2 separate regions of the Sus scrofa genome follow, and region 1 is linked to region 2. Evidence: chromatin contacts called from public HiChIP or PLAC-seq data. All regions are on one chromosome and are shown on one strand. Each heading gives the region's core, a stretch centred on a gene start, on an enhancer-like site or on the middle of the called end of the contact. The rest is flanking DNA. Distances are from core to core; before and after follow the strand shown.

Region 1 (4,196 bases), core at 1,554-4,053, 91 kb before region 2:
GCCCTGCGCCCTCCCTGGGTGCCCCCCTCCTCCCCCTCCTACCTCCAGAGCCCTGACTCTAGGCTCTTAGGATGTCGGTCTTGGAAAACTCCTACTCATCCGTCAAGACCCTCCTGGGCAAACCCTTCCTTCCCAGCCCCCCACCCTGGATCTGTGCCCTTTCGGCCTTTGAGGCCACAAATGAGGCTGTTTCCAAAGGTTGGAGGCCCCTGGGAAGGGCTGACGGCCGGCCTCCTCCCCTCCAACCCCTGGGCCCTGGGCTCTGCCCTCATCCAGTCTCCTGCCTTGCACACCCTCTCATAGAGGCCCCCAGATCTTCCCTGGCTGCAGACGGGCCTCAGGACCCCCTGCTGTCCTGGGAAGCCAGGGCCCAGCTCCTTCCTCCGCGTGGGGTGGGGCCTCCCCACAGGGGCCTGTCCCGGGGGGGTGGGTACCAGAGGGTCCCCCCCGCCCATGGGACAGCGAAGGGAAGCAGTATGTCGTGGGGCCGGGTCTGAAAGGGGTCAGCAGCAGGGAGGGGCAGGGGCTCCAGGAGGCAGGGCCACTGAGCGGTACCTGGTGGGGGGAGGTGGTGGGGCCACACCCAGGAGTCCTGTGCCCCCCCCACTCCCGCCGTTGGAGATGAGAAGCAGGGGCCAGCCTGCGGGTCCCTGAGTTCAGCGCCCCCCCCCCCCACCGCCGCAGCAGCCCGGGGTCTCAGCAGGCTGCTGTGCTGGGGGCGGGGGCGCTTATGGGGCCGGGAGCAGCCCCCCCCCACGGCTTCGGAGCATCTCTGGGGCCTCAGGGATGGACCGGGGTCTGCAGGCAGGTGTCCTCTCGCGCCCCCACTCCCTGGGCTATAACGTGGAAGATGCGGCCCAAGCCCGGGCGGTTTGGCCTTTGTCCCCAGCCAGTGGGGACAGCCTGGCCCTCAGGCCGCTCGTTAAGACTCTAATGACCTCAAGGCCCCCAGAGGCGCTGATGACCCACGGAGATGATCCCGCAGGCCTGGCAGCAGGGAAATGATCCAGAAAGTGCCACCTCAGCCCCCAGCCATCTGCCACCCACCTGGAGGCCCTCAGGGGCCGGGCGCCGGGGGGCAGGCGCTATAAAGCCGGCCGGGCCCAGCCGCCCCCAGCCCTCTGGGACCAGCTGCGTTCCCAGGCCGCCGGCAAGCAGGTCTGTCCCCCTGGGCTCCCGTCAGCTGGGTCTGGGCTGTCCTGCTGGGGCCAGGGCATCTCGGCAGGAGGACGTGGGCTCCTCTCTCGGAGCCCTTGGGGGGTGAGGCTGGTGGGGGCTGCAGGTGCCCCTGGCTGGCCTCAACGCCGCCCGTCCCCCAGGTCCTCACCCCCCGCCATGGCCCTGTGGACGCGCCTCCTGCCCCTGCTGGCCCTGCTGGCCCTCTGGGCGCCCGCCCCGGCCCAGGCCTTCGTGAACCAGCACCTGTGCGGCTCCCACCTGGTGGAGGCGCTGTACCTGGTGTGCGGGGAGCGCGGCTTCTTCTACACGCCCAAGGCCCGTCGGGAGGCGGAGAACCCTCAGGGTGAGCCGAGGGGGCGTCCCGGGAGCGGTCGGGGGAGTTTTTAAGGAGGAAATTGGTAAAAGTGACCAACTCCCTGGGAGCTGAGCCCAGAGACACCCCTCCCACGCCCCGGTCCCGCTCGAGAAGCCCCCCTTCCCTCCCCTCCTCCCGAGGCGGCTCCAGGGAGGAATCTTACGGAGTCAAGGCCCGGGTGCCGCTGGTCTCCGAGTGACATGGCCGTGGTGTCCCGTCTGCCGGCCCACATGCCCGTGGGAGATGCCCCATCCCCCTGGGAGGGGGCCCCGTGCCGGGCAGGCAGCGGGAGGCCCAGGACCGGCGGCTGCTGCGGCTTCCACTCCAGGGTGGGCGGGGTGGGGGGTGGCTGTCTCTGTGTGACCGGCTCTCCCCGCAGCAGGTGCCGTGGAGCTGGGCGGAGGCCTGGGCGGCCTGCAGGCCCTGGCGCTGGAGGGGCCCCCGCAGAAGCGTGGCATCGTGGAGCAGTGCTGCACCAGCATCTGTTCCCTCTACCAGCTGGAGAACTACTGCAACTAGGCCGCCCCTGAGGGCGCCTGCTGCTCCCCGCACCCCAAAACCCAATAAAGTCCTGAATGAGCCCGGCCGAGTCCTGTGGTCTGTGTGGCCTGGGGCGGGGGCCCTGGTGGGGGAGGGGCCAGAAGGCTGTGGGGGGCCTGCCTGCGACCCCTCTCTGCTCTCGCCACATCGGCTGCTCTAAGCTTCCTCCACATGCATCGGGTGCCCACAGGCACATGGGCACCGGGGGACCAGGGCCCAGGGCAGGGCCCTTCAATGTGGCGAGCTCTGGTTTTCAGGGCTCCAGACACCCCCTCCTGGGTGCCCACTGCTGCACAGGGTCACTCTGAGGGTCACAGGGCACCCACCCAGACTGCTCTTGGGCACACAAAATAGCCCAGGGGCTTCTTGGGCTGGCTGCGGTCTGGGAGGTCAGAGAGTGACCCCGCGGGACCAAGACCTGGCCAGCCTGCCAGTCGCCCAGGCCAAACCAATCTGCACCTTTGCTGAAGGTTCCACCCGGGCCAGCACTGGGGGCGGCCGGGCCTAGAGCTGGGCGCCCGGGCCCCAGGGACTGCACACCCGCCAGAGGTGGGCCTGAGGGGTGGCAGCAGGCTCTCCGCCTGGGACCCAGCCAGCTGGGCAGCTCACCTCTCAACACGAGGCTCTCACCTGTGTCGTCCCCTCCCCACGGCCACACAGACACCCCTGGGGAGAAGTCACAGGCCCCCAGCAGGCCCCGCCCCTGGAGAGGAGGCCAGGGCTGGGCAGGCGGGTGGCCGGCCGGACACTGGACCCGGAAGGGGGGTAGGCGGCTGGGATGAGTGGCGAGCTGTCCATGGGAGCACCCAGCGGCCCCATTGGCACCAGTACAGGCAGGGGCACCTGCAGCAGCTGAGGTACGTGGGGTCCCCGGACTGGTTGGTGTCCGGCTGCCCTCTGGGAGGCAGCGGGCTGAGCTTGTGGTCCTGCCAACCAGGGAGACCCGTGACCACCCTGCTGCTTCCCCTCCCCCCCAGGGCCAGCAGACTCCTTTGGGACTCGGGGCCCCTGAGCCGCCCCCACTCGCAGGACTCACGGGGTGTGCGGTCCTGGGTGAGTGGGGGCTTGGGAGAGGGTCACTCTTGTCCGTCGGGTGGGGAAGGCTGAGAGTCATGGTGTGACAGCGCCCTCGGCCTGCCGGGTGGGGGGTCTCCCTTCTCCCGAGCCCAGATCCAGCCCTGAGACCCTGTATGCTCCCCACGAGCCTTGCCCGCCGGCCCTTGGGCCCAGTGACATGCTTTGGCACAGGTGGGGAGGGGGCTCTCCCACGGACGAGGTCACGCAGGGAAGGAGAGGCGGCTGCCCAGGGACACCTGGGGCCTGGGTTCAGACCTGGCCTCTTGCTCAGCAGCCCCCTGGGCGTTGAAGCCCAGAGGGCCCTGCTTCCCTGAGATCCCCCGTCACCCGCAGAAGCCAGGCCCACAGGCCTTGGCTCAGCCCCTCCACCCAGGCCCACGTTCCGCCCCTTCTGGGAACTGGAGGACAGCCCGCCCTCGCCCTCGGACCTGGCTTCGTTTGCCCTGGCATCTGGCAGTGGCCGGCAGCTGCGTTCAGCCCTGGATGACACCCTGGCGTGAGCGGTGGGTCCCCGTGCTGAGGGCAGCCCCCACACACGTCCTGCTCACTTGCCTTGTGTCTGCTCCGCATCCCGTCATCACACATGCCATGCTGGGGCACCGTAGCGCCTTGCCCTGTGTGGCACTGTGGCACTGTGTTCCTGATGGGAAGACTGAGGCTGGGGTCAGGCCCGCTGCTGCCCACCCTCTAAGGACATTCTGCCGGTGCAGCTGCCTCCAGGCTGGCCCCCCGGATTGCATCTGCTTCTGGCACGGATGAACTGGCACCTCTGCCTGACCATTAGGGCTGTATTTGCCTTCTCCTGTTGGCAGTAAATATTTACTGTCCTCCCTGTCCTCCAGGCCGGAGCAGATCCTGAGGGGCATGGGAGGTGGACACAAAGGTGCCCAAGCAGCCCCCTGCTCTTGAGGGCCCAGTGTCTGGTGGGGGCCAGCCTGGGAAGGAGGAGCGAGACTAGGAACCAGAGGCCTGTGTTCCTGGAAAAGGCCCCCTGGCAGAGTTCCGGCTGGTGTGTGTCCAGCTAGGCTGTGAGTCTTCAAACTGG
Region 2 (3,987 bases), core at 57-2,556:
ACTTGAGGCCCCCAGCTCAGTCTCCTGAGAGCCTCTGGTTGGTGGGGAAGCCTCTGGCCCCAGCTCCAAGCCATGTAGGCAGAGAGAAAACGCCGAACGCCACAGGTTGAGCCGACGCTTGGGCTCCACTCTGCACCGCCCCCACAGCCCCAACCCCCTCCCACCACCACCACAGGCTGAGCTGGCGGCCCACTGGCTCGGAGAGGACCGCTGGCCCCTGGCCCCATCGCCCCAAGTTGGGGAGTGGTGGGTGGGCATGGCCAAGGGTCGGGTGGGGGTTGTGACCTGGGGCAGCTCAGGGGCTTGGGGGGAGCTCCAGCTGGATGTGGGAGGCAGCCCCGGCTCTTTTCAGGGCACTCAGTCGGGGCCTGGGGAAGCAGCCTCTGGAGCACCCAGGCTCCTGGCTGCCTGGCTGGTGGCTGTGCCAACCCGCTGGCCTGGGGCAGGAGTGGTTTGACCATCTCTGCAAACTCTGTGCCTACTTGGCACATCCCCTGGGAGGGAATCGGGCCGCCTGCAGGCGTGGTTGCGGGCATGTTTGCAGGCGTGTTCAGCCCAGGAAGCACCATCCAGGGAGGCTTCGCGGAGGACCTGGGCCTCAGGTTGAGCCCCAGATCCTGGGCGCTCCCAGGACGCTGGCCGGGCAGGCACTGTCCACTTTGCTTGCCCTGCCCTTCCATTCATGGCTTCTGCCCACTGCTCCCAGGCAACGTGCTCGCTCCTGCCCTCGGCCACGGCACCTGCTCTGCACAGGAGGGGGCATGTGGCTGCCTGGCCGCACGCTGAGGGCCAAGCTCCCGGTGGCCTTCAGGCAGCCCTAATAGGGTGGCTCTGGCTTTCCGGGGGCAGAGGGCAGATGGGAGCGGAGACACATGGGGAGGGCAAGGACGGGCAGGTTCGTTGTCCTGCAGCCTTCCCGCCCTCGCAGGGGGCTGGGGGCCGGTTGCCTGCCGCACCTACAGGGTGGAGCCAGCCCCCTCCCCACAGCCCTGGGCAGGCCGAGTGAGGCCAGCCCTTGCCTAAGAAGCCCCAAAGCTTGGTCTGAACCTGTGCCAGCCCCCCACCCCGCTAGTGTGCCAGTGCGGGCAGATCTGATTGTCCTCCAAGACCTGGTAAGCCCAGCCCCCAATCTAGGCCTTCCTGCTGGGCACGGAGAGCCAGGTGGGCCACCTGAAAGGCCTGGGGCCACACGGGGGCTGTGGAGGCAGAGGTCCACCCGGGCGGGAAGAAGGCGCGAGTATGCAGCTGTGTGTGGGCGCTCTGCCCACCACCTCCGCTTGTGCGCCCTCGAGCGCGGCCAAGTCCCCAGGCCTCTCAGAACACGGGTGACGACGGGGCCTTGAAACTGCCGGGGCTGAGGCCTGGGGAAGGAGCTGGCCTGAGGTGACCTGTCGGCCCAGCCCTCACTGCCATTTTTGGGGTCCCCGTGCGCCCGGCTGGCGCCTGTGGGGCAGGTGTCCCTGTCCCTTCCTCTTTGACAAGAGGCCTGAAACCTACACCCGCCTGAAATAGCTGCTGCCTACAGCCTGCGTGCCTGCGCGGCCCAACGTGCTGATTGGCCTGCCCGCGGGGGGCTTGGGTGGCCTGGGGTGGACAAGCCCAAAAAAGGCCAACGGCCCCTCTGAGCCCCCTGCATGCAGCCTGAGCGGGGCGGGGCACAGGCGATGGTGCCTGGCTCTGGGCCGGGGCCGGGCCGAGGCCAGGCGGGTTGCCACTGGCAGGTGGTGGAGACGGGAGGGGACAGCTGGCAAGAAGGAGCCGTGAGGACGTCCCTGCTGAGGCCAGGACTTGGGGTGGGGAAGGGGGTGTGAGCCTGCAAGGCCCAGGCTGGCCAGAGCCCCCCGCTCTCCCGCCAGCCTCCCCTGGCCCCAGCCGCCTGATAGGAGCGGGTGGTCCCAGCTCAGGAGCGGGGAGCCTGGGCTCCTTGGCTTGTGTGCAAGGGGGTGCAGGCCCCATCGCCCCACTGGGACCCAGGCTATTCTGTGCACCGCACCGCGGTGACAGCCCCTGTCCATGTCCACAAGTCCCTTCCCCTCCTGGGCCTGAGAGCTGGGGGCAGAGGGACACGGCGAGGGAGAAGGGACACACGAGCGGGCACTGCCTTCCATTTTGACCACTGTCACCTCTGCAGCTCTTGCCCCTTGGGGTCTCTGCTGAGCCTGTGCTCACATTCCCTGCCTCTTTGGGAAGAGAACTGGGCCGAAGGCTGGACGTCACCATGGCCTGAAGTGGCCCTCCTGCCCCCTTGCCCTACCTGTGTCCCTGCTGGGGGGTGCTGTGTGCAGGCTGGGCCGAGGCCAGGGTCTCCCCAGGCGGGCAGTCGGGGCGGATGGGGTTCTGCCTGTTATCCCAGGCAGATGCAGACAGTGGGGGGCCCCCGGGGCAGGCCTGGCGGGGCGGGGGGCGGGATCGAGGCCGTGGCCGGGGAGCGAGCCCAGGCAGGGGGCTGCAGGAGCAGCTGTGACAATGGAAAGAAGGCGACCGCGGGCGGCGGGCCCGGTGCTGTGTGAGCGGCCTCTCCCCGGAGGCCCTGGCGTCGTGTGCTCTCCTCGCCGGGGTTGCTCACTTTCATCTCCTTCCTTTCCCGTGTTGGCTTTTTCCCTGGGTGGGGATGAGCGGGGAGCCTGTTCTGTGCCCTGGCTCTTTGGAAAGGCGCTTCCTGGAACCCTTGGTGGGGCCTGTGGCTGGCCCCGCAGGGACAGTGGCTTGAGGGGCCCTTGGCCGCTGAGGTGGATGGGGGGCCCTGCCCTTGCCCAGACCCCCCATCAGGAGAAGCCCTGAAGCTCTGCAGTCAGAGGGTCCAAGACGGCCACCCCCCCAGGGGCTGGTGGGAGCGTTGTGTACCGGGTGGGGCATGACCTGCCCCCCTCCCGCGCTCCTCCCTGGGCCCTGCCCTGGGCCTCTGCCCCTGGAAGCCCCCTGCCCACCAGGACCCAGCTCCACGCCTGTCCCCGTGTCCTCCCCACCCTGGCCAGCCCTCCCGGCCTGTGTGTGCCCACCGCCAAGGCCCAAGACACATGTCCTGGATGCTCTGGTGGCACCGGCCTGGTCGCCTGTGGGAGGGCTTTTATTTCTTTCTTTCTGCAGGGGTGGCATATGTGACTTTACTCTCCCTGCTTTGCCACCCAGTCAGAAGTTTGAGCAGCGGGGGTGGGGGCCAGATGTCGGAGGGAGGGCTTGGGAACCAGGATGGCAGTGGGGGTGCGAGGCCCCCGGGAGGAGCAGGCAGAGGAGGACAGAGACCCCGGCCTGGAGAGGGGCGGTGCAGGCTGCAGGTGAGCAGGGCTGAGCTGAGCACTGGGGCCCCTCCTGCCTCCAGGGGGGTCTCTGCTCAGCCTGTCACGGACGGGTCAGCCGCAAGGCCCTCCTCAGAGCCAGTTCCCCAGCCCCTCCCAGGGGACTCCACATGCCTCGCCGGTGGGCTGCTGCCCCCGAACCCCCGATCCTGTCCATGGGAGCAGGTGCTAGGGTGCAGCCTTGGCTCGCTGCCCCAGGCTGCCTTGCAGGGAGTGGTGGTGGCCCCAGGTGGGTAGATGGAGGCCCGTCTGCCGCTTGGAGCTAGCAGCCCAGTCTGGGGTCCCCAGCCCTGGGAGGGGGCCCTGTCTGGAAGGCACATGAGGAAAAATGGAGTCTGGAATTATTTCCCTTACAAAAAAAAAAAAAAAAAAAGAGAGAGAGAGAGAGAAAGAGAGAGAAAACTTGCTTTAAAAAGGGAAAGATACACTTGGTCTGGGGCCAACGAGGTGGTTTTGGGAGAAACAGAAGAAACGCCCTCTCCTTCCTCTGTGCAGTGTAACCAACACAACCCACGTCTGCCGAGCCCAGGGACCCACGGCTCCCAACGGCCAGGCCTCTGACCCCTGGCCAGGGCAGCGGGTGCCCCAGGGCCCACACTGGGAGGTCCCATGGCTAGCAGCAGGAGCCCGGGGGTGGGGTGGCACGTAGGCAGCCTCTCAGGGGCCCTTGGCTCCTTGGACACTTGGGCTG

The links. HiChIP or PLAC-seq counts read pairs in DNA pulled down with a chosen protein or histone mark.
Region 1: a contact with region 2 is called in an H3K27ac HiChIP or PLAC-seq map of skeletal muscle, with 4 times the contacts expected there. The contact joins the promoter of IGF2 here to the enhancer-like site in region 2. A contact is called at or near these places in 4 of 5 promoter capture datasets (fetal liver, fetal skeletal muscle, liver and 1 more), 13 of 47 Hi-C or Micro-C datasets (adipose tissue, alveolar macrophages, embryonic fibroblasts and 8 more) and 1 of 2 datasets of contacts at active chromatin or transcription factors (skeletal muscle).

The regions. Positions count from the first base shown.
Region 1 is chr2:1,494,761-1,498,956 of Sscrofa11.1, reverse strand. IGF2 (insulin like growth factor 2) reads left to right here and starts at 2,803. Exons shown (of 5, transcript NM_213883.2): 1 at 2,803-2,931. It overlaps INS (insulin), which reads left to right and starts at 1,116. Exons shown (of 3, transcript NM_001109772.1): 1 at 1,116-1,158; 2 at 1,320-1,522; 3 at 1,914-2,102. The coding sequence starts at 1,336. The coding sequence ends at 2,053.
Region 2 is chr2:1,402,345-1,406,331 of Sscrofa11.1, reverse strand. No RefSeq gene overlaps it. Among named protein-coding and RNA genes, the nearest start is that of MRPL23, 57 kb to the right of the region's middle. Within about 2 kb of position 1,306, at least 4 of the 83 cell types and tissues checked have an H3K27ac peak or open chromatin away from gene starts, as enhancers often do. A contact at or near this core is called in skeletal muscle, where this site is marked.